Regions from separate parts of the Mus musculus genome. Here all the other regions are linked to region 2. The links are chromatin contacts, called in public Hi-C and HiChIP or PLAC-seq maps. All regions are on one chromosome and are shown on one strand. The core of a region is the stretch at or near the end of the contact, and the rest is flanking DNA. Distances in the headings are between cores, read along the strand shown.

Region 1 (2,700 bases), core at 81-2,580, 85 kb before region 2:
AGGGTGAGCACAAAGCTGCAAGGAATGGAGTCCGGTTCACCAGAGTATTTCCGTGGTGAGAGCGAGCACTGCGCTTCTGACTGCTCTCGCTTCTACTTCCTCCACTGGAACCATCTCTACAGGAACAGGCGGAAACTCTTGCATTGCTTGGGCCAGAGACTGAGGGCATATGGATCATGCACTCAGAGGTGAATCAGAATTTCATACAAGCTCTTCGCTGTGCAGGACTAATGCACCAGAGATAGTCCCTGTTATTTCTAGGCACTCACTCTCCAGTGAGAACTTCTGAGGACAGCAAACATGGACTCACACCAATCATTCAGGATATATTTGCTGATCATTGCCTATGCCAAAGAATGTACTAAATATTACTTTTGTAAATGTTAATTTCTGGGGGCTGGAGAGATGGCTCAGAGGTTGAGAGTATTGGCTAATCTCCCAGAGGTCCTGAGTTCAATTCCTAGCAATCATATGGTAGCTCACAACCACCTATAATGAGATCTGGTGCCTTCCACTGGTGTGTGTAGGCATACGTGTAAGCAGAACACTATATATATATATGTAATCAATTTCCCTGCTCTTCATTATGGTGACTATTATCAGAGAATGTATTACTGGCTTCAAGTTTCACAAGGACAGGAATTATGTCTATTGTGCCTAGAGTCCTTCCTGAACCTGAGAAACAGCACGGCACACACAATAAACAGGTAACATATATTCACACACAGCCACACACACAGCTTACAGAAGATGGCCAAGTTCTATAGGTGTGATCAAACTTGGATTCGAACACTTTTTTTTTTTTTTAAATTAAATTGTCAGGGGTTGCCAACGTTTTTCTAGAAAGGGCTAGAAAATACTTTGTATTTTAAAAGCCACACAATCTTTTTCAGGACCACTTAACACAGAGAAATCTATATTTACAAAGACAGCCCCTGCATGAGACACTCATAATAACCCAGCTCTTTCCCAGACCTTATGCTCTAGAAAGCAATAGCTGCCGGGACAGTGCACTCAGTCTGACCTCACACTTTTAGGTTCTAAGGCAGAATCTCAAGTCTTCGTTGCATCTTGAAATCAAAGCATGACTCTAGCAAGTGACTCCAGCTTAAGTGCACAGGCAGGTGTGCAGGGGTGTGTGCAAGTGCACAGACATAGCTAATCCAAAATCTGTTTTCACAAGAAACTCTGACCTTACATTAAGCCCCATGATCTGGAAACAATGCAAAGACTCCACCTGGAAGACAGGCAGGGCACAAGATTGGCCGTTCCTGTGCTCATAAGGAAAACAGCCCTAACCAAGACTAAACACTAGCCTGGTTAAACGTGAAGTGAGCATAACTGAAAGCATTACTCATCAGACAGGGTAATAAAGGAAAATATGCAAGCCCTTTCCCAATTGTTTACCAGTTATATTTTTCTTGGAACAGAAATGCATTTTATATATTATATGAACCTGTAAAAAAACACATACCTGGTAAAATACTTGAGCATGCATTCTATACTGGGTATTAAAACATGAAATATTCCATCATCATAAAAGAATCTTGAGTTCAAAAGGGTTTAAACACCCACCCGACTCCAGCTATGGTAACAACTGAATAACAAAAACCAAACAGCACTTTACACTGCCGGATAATCTCCGTAATTATAGGGTATCTGGAACATAGGAACCCTGACAAACTTGTCCTGGAGGCTGGCCTATCTCAGTAGTCTCAAGCATCATTCAGGAGTAACAGTGAAGTCAGGAAAACCCAAGTCGTCATTTTCCAAAATCTGAAAGTAGCTTCCTGGTTTTCATGACATTGCACAGACACATACAAAATCACCCAAACTCAATGTTGTCCATCATTCAAATAAAATGCATATTATTTAAGAGTTCTACTTGCTATACTTAATGGAAAAATTATGTACAAAGTGATACATGGAAATAAAAAGCTGAGCAAAACAGAATTCTTATCAAAGAAGTTTTTAAAACCTGACTCAGTCAGAATTACCAGTAAAAGCCTAATGTAAGGACAGCTTAGTTAGTGTATCCTATGCTCTGGGCTGCATCACCAACACCACAAGGGAATACATGGTAGCAGAAGTTGGTATTTGAAGTGGTCATACATGGAACACACACACACACACACACACACACACACATACACAGTGTGTGAGTCTTTGCTCACAGCAACCCTTCAAGACGAAACATTTCTCTGATGATAAGACTGTGACTCAATTATTTTTTCTGCACCTCGGCTAAGGTGGACAGAGTTTAGAAGCACCTGAGGACAAAGAGTTTAGAAGCAAGTCTGTCAAGCCTTCTGGCCATAACTTTTATTATCATGGTTCCCTTGAAGCAGGATTCAGTTCTAACTCAAAACTAGGTCCCAGAGAGTTTCTGAACATTTGAATTACATGGAGAGCTTCTTATGGCCAAGAGTGCACAAACATTCCTGGGATTTTTTTTTAATTTTTACATTTTTAAGTTGAGAAGATCCTACAACTCTTTATCATATTCACTCTTCCTCCCCTAACTCTGCCCAGGCTTATCTCCTTCCCTTCCCACCCAACTCTGTGCACCCACTCTACCCCCACATCAAGGCCAATTTGTGCTATCCAGTATCCTGGGATGTGTGGCCTTCCGTGTAGTGTGGTTGACTTGTCAGAGGCTACACTTTCATGGAAAACTGACCCTTCCTCTCTGAGCAGCTA
Region 2 (2,700 bases), core at 61-2,560:
TTTTTGAGATACAGAGGATGTCACAATGCTGACTGGTCCAGCCTCAAACTCAAGAGATCCACCTGCCTCTGCTTCCTGAATGCTGGAACTGCAGGGCTGAGCCACGTGACATGTCTGGCGGCTACCTATTTTTAGAAAACGTTCCTGTGACCACTGAGCCTACGTGCTTCCCCCACCCCCACCCCCACCGCGTTCTCTGCCCTTTGTCCACACTCTAGGCCTGCTTGTTATCTCTCTACAGGAGAGACCAAGGGCTCCGGGTCCTCTCCCAAGACTTGGTCCAGGGGAGACCATTACTGTTAAGAGAAAACACCAATGGTGTTTAGTACTAAGTGTCAGGCATGGCCTAAGGATGTAACACGCATCGTCTCATTAAACCCTCACTGTCAACTCAACCAAGGAGGTCCCAGCGAACCTTGTTTCCATTAAACAGACAAGGAAACTGCAGCGCAAACCATACCACAAAAATCCATCAGGAACTGACAGCCTCGCACACTTCTGTTTAAACACGTTTATTTCATCTCAGCACTGAAAACAACGCACCACAGCTCCCATTTTGTAAGGCTAGAAACAGAAGGGTTAGAGGCGATGCTGAGCAGATGTCACGAAGCCAGGCCAGCTCTGCAGGCTCCTGGACAGAACGCCCTCTAACCCAGAGGGAGAAGCGAGCCCGAACACGCCTCCCTTCCCTGGCCACCGCCCTCAGGGCCCCGCCAGAGGAGCCGAACCAACAGCTTCCCCGCCGCCGGCTTGGGGACCAGTGTCGCCATCGTCTGCCCCTCTTAGAGCCTGGCCAAACCCTCGTCCCAGAGCAGGCCTAGGCGAGCGCCACAGAGCCACAACCTGAGCGTGGGCCGAGCTGATGGAGCCCGCCGCCCCGCCTCGCTCGCCGCTGCCCAGCCCAGCCCAGTCAAGCCCAGCCCAGCCCAGAGCCCTCCATGGTTCCTCTTCCTCCTTCCTAGGTGGCAGCCCCCGCGCAGTTACCGGTTACGCTGCTCCTTGAAGAGCGCCGTGAGCGCGCGCAAGGCCTCCAGGTCCTGGATGGGTGCGGGCACCATGATGCCCGACAGCCGGGAGGGTGGCATCCTGGGCGCCGCCATCTTGCCACTCGCTCTGGGGCCGAGCCTGACCAGGCGGAGAGCAGAGCGAAGAGAAGTGGGGGAGACAGACGACAGGCGAGGAGATGGAGACGCGGTCTGCACGGCTCTGGCTTCCGCAGCCCGCGTCACCCAGATCCCGTGGTGCTGCAAGGCAGAGAGCGCGAGACTAGCTGGCTTGCCTCAGGCGAAGAGGACAAGGCGACGCGGCAGGGGGAGGGGGAGGGGGCGGGGCGGAAGTCCCGCCTGAGGGGAGGGGGCGCAGCGGAAGTCCTGCTCCTGCGTAGGGTGGGATGGGGGAGGTCTTCGGTCCCCACGGTGGGGAGACGTGGAGTAAAGACCCCGTCAGAGGACAGAATACTGAGATGAAGGGGTCGGGGTGGGGGGGGGGGGGTGGCCTGTAGAGTGTCCTAGAGAATGAGTGTCTTATCAGGGACAGATGCTTTCCATGAGCAAGGGCCACCATTGGTGGGGGTCCACTCATGCAGAGGTTTCCCTCTGGGGAAGAGATACCAGGCCGAAGCAGCGCCCCCAGAATAATGGATGTTGTCCCTAAGGAGACCTGGAAAGGAGGCCCCTGAGAGGAAGAGCAGGGATACAGGCCAGAGGTGTCACCATGGGAGGGGACCTGCAGAGGAGACTTACCCTCAGGGCATGTGTTGCTAGGCCAACCAGTTCTATTGCAGGAAAACCTGAAATGGAGACTCCAGGGGAGGGAATGCGAGGTTGAGGTGTTCCACTGAGGGAGACCTGAATCGGAGATTCCCACATAGGGAAAAGATGCTGGATACCTCAAGCCATGGAGGAAGACCTTGGATAGAGGCTCCTCATGGGAAGGGGACGCTGATCAAAAATGCCCCCTTGGGAAAGAAGTCTTTCCCAAGACTCCAGGAAGGAGGCTTCCCACAGAGAGAAGGCTGAGAAGAAGTACCTCCCTAAGAGGTGTATTCCTTTCTTGTTGCAATATCAAAATATGTGATAGAAGCAATTTTACAAAGGATAGGTTTCTTTTGGCTCACAGGTTGAGAGTACAGGCCCACGTGGTGGGGACTTGTGACACAGGGCTTTAGGCAGCTTGTCACATTGCATCTATTAAGCCAGAAAACAGACAGCTGGCTTTGACTTTTTTTTTTTTTAATCTAGACCATGGAATGCTATCACCCACACTGGGGGCAGATTTCCACACACTAACCTCATCTAGACAGTTCTTCACAAACATGCCCAGAGGGTTGTCTCTGGTGATTCTAGAACCTTGTCAATTAATACTATAGGGGACCCGGGGAAGAGAGTGGGTGCTTATCAGGAATATCCCCATATTGGGGCTGAAGAGCTTGCTCAGACATTAAGAGTACTCTATCTTCCAGGAGACCTGAGTTTATTTCCCAACATGTGTATGTAGGTATCCTAGATTTTTATTACTGTGAAGAGACACCATGACCAAGGCAACTCTTACAAAGAAATTATTTATTTGGGATTAATTCACACAGTTTCAGAGGTTCAGTCCATTATCAGCATGGCAGGAAGCATGGCAGCCTGCGGGCAGACATGGCGCTGGAAGAGCTGAGAATTCTACATCTTGATCCACAGGCAGCCAGAAGGAAAC
Region 3 (2,700 bases), core at 171-2,670, 110 kb before region 2:
CCTGCTGCAGGACTCTGTGGACAGCCTTTACAAACCTAGCCTGTGGACTTTCCCTTTAATTGCTTCTCTGTGATGCTGTTTGGTCACTGTTAGGAGCTGGGTTCCTCACAAAGACTCACAACAGAAAAAAGTATTCCACTGATTATTTGAATTCTCAGATTTACCAAGCCAGGGCTGCAGTGGTTAGGGCTAACTGTCATCTTGACAAAACCTAGAATCACCTGGGAGAATGGCCCGATGCATGCCAGGAGGGGTTGGCTTGATTATTAGGCTAACTGGGGTAGGTGGCTTCAGTCCCTGGCTAGAATGCAAACTAAGTTCAGAAAGGAAGCTGAGCAGGAGCACACATGGCTTTCTGCTTGCTGATTGGGTGCAATGTGACAGCTGTTTTAAGCTCCCACTGCCTTGACCTCCTCACTGTGTCAGACTGCTCTTTGAACTGGGAGCTAAAATAAAACCTTTCTTCAGTTGCGTTTGTCAGGGCATTTCATCACAGCCAAGGGGAAGAAACTAAATAAACGGTGCTATGGTTCCAGGTTCCCAAAGCAGGGTTCCAAAATGCACAAAACACTAGTTAAACACTGTCAAGTTCTGCAGAAACCATCCCTGCGCACAGAGGTTTTCTTACTTTTTAAAAGGCATCTCTCACATATTAGTTCAGATTTACACACAGAAAGGTGCTGGGAAACACATTTTGGTCATAGTCGCTAGGGTCCGTGGACCTCAGGATAAGGGATACACTTCAGGATACAGGACCACAAAGACACCTGGGATGGGTTTTCTAGGAGAAAAGGTCAACTGATGAAGGTGTTTTTTATGTGAGCTGTTTAGAGACCATGACAGTAAACTGAGGCACCCAACCTGGCAGAGGGTCATGGAGCCATTCCTGGAGAAAGAAGACCTATACAACTCGGGTCTTAAAGGGTGACAGGGCTGAAAGTACATCCTAAGATGGCTACCAACTAGCACTCAGTGCTGACCACATTACCCTGGATCAGACAGCACGGCAGCAAGTTTTACCAAGTGACTACCATGTACTACTACATGCTTGTCACCAGGGTTAAGTGACTACCATGTACTACATGCTTGCCACCAGGGTTAAGACAACACAGCTGCACCCATCTCTTCCCCAAGAAAATACCGTTGGAAGAAGTGTAGCATCCAAGCAGAGAGGGGGCTCTCTCTGGGAATCTAGACATTTAGTTACGACGAAAGATTTAGCTACAGAGTCAGACAGTCCTGGGCTTGTCCTGCCCCAACACACATGAAGTGGGAAGTTCTGATCGCAATTCCAACTTTCCAGTTTCGGTTTCCTGATCTATAAAACTGAATCAATCATTCCCAGCTCTTAAGCAAACTGTGCAAGACAATGGGTAGGCAGGCTGTGGTGAACGGAAAACATTCAGTAAATGATTAAAGTGTTTTAGTATGAGGTGCAACAGACTCTAACGCCTGCAAGGTGCACACAGATCACTGTTTTCATATGTACTCAGCGATATACTCCTCATTAAAACTTAGAACATGGCCAGTACCTCGGAAGTCCCATGTGGCCTCTACCACATTCATGTCCGCAGCTCCTACAACCACTCTTGTGCCTACTACAGAGGCATCATAGAGCACAGTGCTTTCTATACCCAGTCTCTGCACCTTAGCAGTATGTCAATGAAATGATCAATCTCTTTCACACAGCAGTCTACTCTCCTTCACTGTGTTCCGCCACAGGCACAAGCACAGTGGTTTTTTATTTAACTATTGATAAACACCTAGTTTACTGCAACCTGAGAATACATAGGAGGAATACTGCTGTGACAATCCCAGTAGATATCTGCTAACAGGCACATGCACATTGCCGGCTCACAGAGCAGGTGTACGTCCATCAGTGTTGGCCAACACTGACAAACTAAACCCCCCAGAGATGCAGTAAAACTCAGGCTGCTGCAGGAATGACCCTGCTATCACCTACTTTGCCAGACACTGGGATGGGGCAGTGGATAGAGGCTTCTAACTGTAGAGCTCTCTATAATGGGCATTGGATATCTCCCCACCCCCAACCCCTGCTCCCTCTCTCTCTCAAGTGGCATGCCAAGTCTTTTGCCTGTTTTTGAAAACTGAATTACATTTTTTTAAATGTTAGCTGTTTTATAAAACACATGCCATTTTATATCAGTCCAAAGTCAGTAAGGCAAATAATGTCTCAGGCTTTCTTCAATAGTGAGTGCTCCCACCCAGGAGTGTGGGATCGTGTTTAGGGAACCTTGCCTCCTGCCCTTGGTATAGCAATCATATCTCCCATGACTCCTTCCTTGTAGGAGCTCTACAGTCCTGTTCACAGTGATGACACCCCTTGAATTAACACTGCTGAATGGTGCAGGAGAGGCCTAGGGCACTCTACAGGCCCGACCTCCCTCCCCATTGGCAGGGGCCCCTTCTCTGAGTGAAGGGTCCTGGCAGTATTTCTGCTCTCTCCATTTCGCTCTGGATGTCAGTCTGGAGTGTCAGCACTATCCTAGCAACTGCAGATGAAAGTTCACCTTTCGCACATGGACTAAGAGACACAATAAGATATGTACACAAGAACACGCACTTGTTAAGGAGCCATGTGGGGTTGTTCAGATGCTTCATAAACAAGGAAGTATTTCAGTCTCTACAACCCGGAAGGAGCAGTAGGGATTCACAGAGCTAGTGAGGGTCCTGGGTGTG

The links. HiChIP or PLAC-seq counts read pairs in DNA pulled down with a chosen protein or histone mark. A called contact is a pair of places that touch in the nucleus more often than the background predicts.
Region 1: a contact with region 2 is called in a CTCF HiChIP or PLAC-seq map of the NIH/3T3 cell line, with 19 read pairs. The contact joins the enhancer-like site here to the promoter of Atxn10 in region 2. A contact is called at or near these places in 3 of 15 datasets of contacts at CTCF or cohesin (the NIH/3T3 cell line, large pre-B cells and pro-B cells), 5 of 484 Hi-C or Micro-C datasets (the C2C12 cell line, bone marrow-derived DN2 thymocytes, double positive thymocytes and 2 more), 8 of 115 datasets of contacts at active chromatin or transcription factors (bone marrow-derived macrophages, double positive thymocytes, embryonic stem cells and 4 more) and 2 of 9 other capture datasets (adipose tissue and pancreatic islet).
Region 3: a Hi-C map of liver shows a contact between it and region 2, with 1.8 times the contacts expected there. The contact joins the enhancer-like site here to the promoter of Atxn10 in region 2. A contact is called at or near these places in 2 of 39 promoter capture datasets (both in liver), 6 of 484 Hi-C or Micro-C datasets (the G1E-ER4 cell line, the P5424 cell line, induced pluripotent stem cells and 3 more), 10 of 115 datasets of contacts at active chromatin or transcription factors (PVALB interneurons, a colorectal cancer cell line, embryonic hindbrain and 5 more) and 2 of 9 other capture datasets (adipose tissue and pancreatic islet).

The regions. Positions count from the first base shown.
Region 1 is chr15:85,419,556-85,422,255 of GRCm38.p6, reverse strand. The region is part of intron 9 of Atxn10 (ataxin 10); the gene reads right to left. Among named protein-coding and RNA genes, the nearest start is that of Gm23517, 70 kb to the right of the region's middle. Within about 2 kb of position 1,330, at least 26 of the 459 cell types and tissues checked have an H3K27ac peak or open chromatin away from gene starts, as enhancers often do. A contact at or near this core is called in the C2C12 cell line, the NIH/3T3 cell line, pancreatic cancer cells and 1 more, where this site is marked.
Region 2 is chr15:85,334,865-85,337,564 of GRCm38.p6, reverse strand. It overlaps Atxn10 (ataxin 10), which reads right to left and starts at 1,310. Exons shown (of 12, transcript NM_016843.4): 1 at 985-1,310. The coding sequence starts at 1,100.
Region 3 is chr15:85,444,546-85,447,245 of GRCm38.p6, reverse strand. All of the region lies in intron 10 of Atxn10 (ataxin 10), which reads right to left. Among named protein-coding and RNA genes, the nearest start is that of 7530416G11Rik, 57 kb to the left of the region's middle. Within about 2 kb of position 1,420, at least 3 of the 459 cell types and tissues checked have an H3K27ac peak or open chromatin away from gene starts, as enhancers often do. A contact at or near this core is called in liver, where this site is marked.